Linked DNA regions of Bombyx mori: region 1 is linked to region 2. Evidence: chromatin contacts called from public Hi-C data. All regions are on one chromosome and are shown on one strand. Each heading gives the region's core, a stretch centred on a gene start, on an enhancer-like site or on the middle of the called end of the contact. The rest is flanking DNA. Distances are from core to core; before and after follow the strand shown. Region 1 overlaps LOC105841244 (histone deacetylase 5). Region 2 overlaps LOC105841244 (histone deacetylase 5).

Region 1 (2,700 bases), core at 53-2,552, 42 kb after region 2:
GCAGCGGCTCTAGCAAGGTCCTACCCTCGAATGTAAAAATGTCTGAATGGCGTAAATGCAGTTTTTGGATTCAGGTTATATTGTGAAAGAACCCTTATCGTTCTACGTGTACGCTAAAGTGTACTTATTTACACTACACTACTCGATTGAAATCTGTGAAATAATTTGCTTTCTTATACGTCAGCGGCTAACCGGGTCAGTGTGGAAATTGTAACTAAAATTTAAATATAAGTCATTTTTTGTGGTTTAATCCTTGACTTGTTGAGTCTACGACAACAGCGCTCATTATTGAATGACAATTGTTTCTGTTATAGTTGAAGAAGCAGCAACAGCTCCAACAGGAGATTCTACTGCAGCATTTCCAGCAGCAGAGGCAACAGTTGGCAAGAGAACACGAGAACCAGATGAGGGAACATTTGAAGGTAACATTTATGATCTAAGATTCATTTTTGATTTGATAAATCGCGTTTTGAGGTTGCGCGAGTTAGTCGGTATTATCAGTATTTCGTATTGCCCTTTGTTGTACGAGGTCAGGGCTCGACCAAGAGTTCATATCGAGGGGTGAAAGAATATTTGGCTTAAGCGACATTTCGCTTAATACACGACATTTAACTTTACGTTTTATTTGGTATTAGCATCAACAATCTGATGTTTTTAATTGAACTTCAATTAAATTTACCCCATTCAAATAACTGAAGAAGATATTTTATTCTAATGATAGTTCTTCCAAATATTAAAGTCTAAATGGCTCTTTCTGTAAAATTGGACAAATGTCTGTTAAACCCAATTGCCTTTCACCTGTCGATATAGTTTGATTTTATTTACCCCAAAACCCAGTTAAGTTACATATTATGCAGTGAGAATTTATAGTACCGCGTCGGATGTCAGAGTAGCAGCAGTCCCGGCCAGAGGGCCCCCGGTGCTCATATGCGTTCTCTAAAAAATGAATGAATGAAGAATAAGAAAGAAAATCTAAAAAATGAAGCTCACATTCTTAGCTACTCACTTAATTCTTAGTGACTATCTGTGACCTTGCTCGTTCACAAAGCCCGCCATAGAAAGCAGAGTATTATATACACTTGACATTGGCGAAATCTAAAAGGAAACGCCATAAACCTAAGAGATAGATAGACAGATAGATAGAAAAAAAGCTCTTTCACATCTTTCTTCGTTTCGCTCGTGTGGTGTTTACGTTCTAAAATATAACACAGCAAAAACAAACTGAACTATTCGCGTGCTATAACTTTGGATAACATTGAACGCACGCGTCCGTAACGTGGCTCTGTTTAATAACACGAGATCTTTCCTGTTGTATACGTATCGTGTTAAAAACTTCACGATATTTTCGCGCAAAGTATGTATTCAGACTTGTTGTTGGGCAAAAAAATGGCGTTGCTTAAAACTGTCAGGACGACATCATAAATAGTATGAATTCGGTCGCCTATCTTAATAATAACGACTGCTGTGAGCGAGATCTGGTGGATATCATCAACATCAGTGGAGTAGTCATGTGTTCAGGGTGAGACAGCCGTTACAGGCTCGTCGCTGCCTCAATATCAGTTGCGTTATCTGTAGACTTTTTTATTGCTTAGATCCGTGGACGTGCTCACAGTCCACCTGTGTGTTAAGTGGTTACTGGGGCCCATAGACATCTACCACGTAAATGCGCCACTCACCTTGAGATATAAGTTCTAAGATCTCAGTAAAGTACAACGGCTGCCCCATCCTTCAAACGGAAACGCATTACTGCTTCACGGCAGAAATAGGCAGGGTGGTGGTACCCACCCGCGCGGACTCACAAGAGGTCCTACCACCAGTAATTACGCAAATTATAATTTTGCGAGTTTGATTTTTATTACACGATGTTATTCCTTCACTGTGGAAGTCAATCGTGAATACTTGTTTAGTACGTATTTCATTACAAAAATTGGTACCCGTCTGGGATTCGAACACCGATGCATCGCTCAACACGAATGCACCGCACGTCTTATCCTTTAGGCCACAACGACTTCGATAGCCAAGAGACACGATCCTTGAGCTTCCCATCTAGACTTTAAAAAAAATCCTTAATAGTGATATAACTACTTCTACGCTTCGGGTCCAGTCTGATATGCATTACCTAATAATTACATAATAATATTGATATGCGATTCTAATCTTGCTTCGCTAGCCAAACTCAGTCACGATTGCCTGTTTCTAACATATCCATTTTTTTACAAGATCACGTGTCGAGAACTAGTTAGTATACGACCAGCTTCGGTATTTCAAAACAAAAAACCAATTAGTTTTATACAGTCATGTTTATTTTTAATTCGTAACGTAATACTTACATATATAAACGTATCGATGTCGACACACATATGGTTTTGAATTTAGAATCGTATGTATGTTGAAATCATGTGGAAGGACTACATCAACAGTCTGTTAAGATGGCCAGGTCAGCAATGATCGAAGATAGAATCTGGGTGCTGAGGGCTCTACTAGAACAATGATTTACTAGTTGAATTAAAAAAAATGTAGAACAAGACATTTGATGCCTGGTTGTAAATATCAAATACCTTCTTATATGAAGGAGTATCACTGGTCTAAAGCCCGGAAAAGGGTTCCCAAGTGGAACGAATACATATAACTTCCACAAATTTTGTAAAAGTTAGCTTGGATATTTTTTTATTTTTTTTATTTTTTTATTGCTTAGATGGG
Region 2 (2,700 bases), core at 49-2,548:
AACTAGCCGTGTCGAATCAGGATATACCATACCATCGATACTACACAATTTTCTATACGATGTACCTTTATCGTAGATATTCTCTGTAAACATTTGTAGTCTTTTATTGTTAGTAAAATTACTCGGATCGTACATTTTATAGCCGTCGCGGCTGATTCTAGTTAGGAAACTTGTTGAAAGATTAGTCAAGAAGCAGACTTGTTATTTATAGAACCGAAACCAACGATTACGTTCATTACGCAAGAAGACGTCGCAGGAAGCGCTCATCAAACAATGTCAACAGTTCAAGCTTCAATTTCGACCACCACCTGCTGTTTGTCACCAACATGACCCAACTCCGTATAAAGCGGTCTAGTTTGGAAATCAATGTTCTTGATTCGATTGTCTATGGCAAAATTTATTACTGGTGGTAGGACGTCTTGTGAGTCCGCGCGGGTAGATACCACCGCCCTGCCTATTTCTGCCGTGAAGCAGTAATTCGTTTCGGTTTGAAGGGTGGGACAATCGTGTAATTATACTGAGGCCTTAGCACTTATATGATCTTATATCTCAAGGTGGGTGGCGCATTTACGTTGTAGATGTCTATGCGCTCCAGTAACCACTTAACACCAGGTGGGCTCGTCCACCAATCTAGGCTATAAAAATAAAAATGTACCCTTGATCTGTTTTCTGACATTGTTGATGACACGTTACTATCACGTTTGAGACTGCTTAAAAAATAACTCGTTTACTTTAATACATATAACCGCATGAGTCATGTAAACATTTGGGCCAATGTTGGTTGAACTTTGAGCCATTTATACTAGTACAAACCGGAGGTCACTCGTCTAGACCTTTGTGCGTCACAATTACACAGTAAATGTTTATGGATATCGTTCTAAGAATGTTATTGTGGATCGGAATGTCATCTTACCGCGGAAACTTATCGGCTCTACGTAATTGCGTTTTTAAATTAAAATTCTGTTAATGCTCACAATGGAACTAGCTGTTATAACAAGACAATTCGATTTGAAATTTTGAAATATTTTTTCGCTGTCGCAAATAGTATCGTTCAATTTTGAGGATATATTTTTTGACGTCACTTAGACATGAGGATTCCGAATTCCCGAATACATACGCGTCCCGGTTTTGCCTGAAAATAATGATGAAAATAGCAAGTGAATAACTATTTTTCTATCATTTTTTTGTACACAAAGCCCACTTTACGAATTTAAGCTAACGTACAAAATGCAGATAACATTTCAGTGAATTCTCGTCATTGTACCGTGAGTCATGGTGGAATTGATCGCGATTGGTGAGCCGAACGCACGCGACCCCCGGGACCCACCCACGACACCCACGCTTGAAGTCTACTAGGCTTTCAGGCAATAGTTCCCACGACGCTTGGAGAATGTATAATGGGAACATAGCGAGTGATTTTCATTGTGATATCACCTGTGATACTTACCTCACCTATGACCAAATGCGATACCATATGAACTAGCTTAGGAGCTGCGAGTGAACAATCATTTACAGTGACAAATGAAACTGGCTTTGGTAATTATTCGGAATATGAAGCAAATTACATTTTAAGTACATTCGTGGTACGTTTATTGTCATTCTATAAATCAATACTATGTTTTTATGTCGATAAATAGGAAGGAATACAAGTATGTACCGGAAATTCAGAAGCGAGTATAAATCCCAAACACGCTTCATTCCGGATGTGACGCAGGCGTTCTAAACACGCCAGATCGTTGGGGATTCTGCCAGAGATTTTCTCTAACGCATGCGCACAACGAAACTGCGACGTTTGAAAACTTTTACATGTAATTTATAGAAATAATAGCTTTCCTTTCATAAATTATATGTTTTATTTGTCTTTGAAGAGCAGACGTTAAATCGTATACGGCCACCATTAACAAATATTACCACACTTATACCAACACTTTGATTAGTGAAGTGGATACCTCAATTCCAGTAGAGTAATTCTTCTCTTCAAATCGCTTTTTAAAATAGTTTCGCGACCAAACTAGGCAGGGCCGTACCAAAACAGGCCATACTGGAATTTTTGGGATTTTTAAAATTACAATTTACAAGATGCAATTTGTAAAGTACGGCGGATGTATGTCGTGGTCTCAACTGTACCGACTCACTAAAAAAGTGATGATTTGCACATTTACAGCATCGTTATCGACAATTATCGGCAACTCGTCCGCTCCTAAACTTCCAAAGTGCCAGCGTTAAGAACGACGCAGTCTGCATGTTCCTATGACCCCTATCATTTTGTCAGTTCCAACTTCTACACAAGCAAAAACATATCTTTCCGTTCAAACAGCTCTGCAACTATCAATGTGTTCGTTAAATAAAAACGATAAAATAAAATCCATTCTAATAAAAAATGCAAGTCACGATAGTCGTGTTGTAAGTTCTATAAATAGACGATAAAAGTAAACTTGTTTCGTTCTGAGATCAGATAATACTGTGCAAACGGTGGTCGTGACCAAAATATTAAATAAAATTTTACAATTGAATTTGTAATGATGTTTTTAGTTTGATTTATCCAATGCAGACGAGGCTTCGATCATTTAAGTAAAATGGTAAGATGTGTTGCGAGTCCGCACGATTTATTTACACATTCCTGCCAATATACGTTTACTTCACACTACGCATCCGCCTAATGGGCAAATCAGATGACATCGTTATGAAATCCAAGGAAAT

What was found. A called contact is a pair of places that touch in the nucleus more often than the background predicts.
Region 1: a contact with region 2 is called in a Hi-C map of midgut, with 1.5 times the contacts expected there. The contact joins two enhancer-like sites. A contact is called at or near these places in 3 of 7 Hi-C or Micro-C datasets (midgut and whole pupa).

The regions. Positions count from the first base shown.
Region 1 is chr8:15,819,274-15,821,973 of ASM3026992v2, forward strand. LOC105841244 (histone deacetylase 5) reads left to right here. Exons shown (of 18, transcript XM_038012456.2): 4 at 315-422. Among protein-coding and RNA genes, the nearest start is that of LOC101744741, 33 kb to the right of the region's middle. Within about 2 kb of position 1,303, at least 3 of the 8 cell types and tissues checked have open chromatin away from gene starts, as enhancers often do.
Region 2 is chr8:15,777,428-15,780,127 of ASM3026992v2, forward strand. The region is part of intron 2 of LOC105841244 (histone deacetylase 5); the gene reads left to right. Among protein-coding and RNA genes, the nearest start is that of LOC119628795, 49 kb to the left of the region's middle. Within about 2 kb of position 1,299, at least 6 of the 8 cell types and tissues checked have open chromatin away from gene starts, as enhancers often do.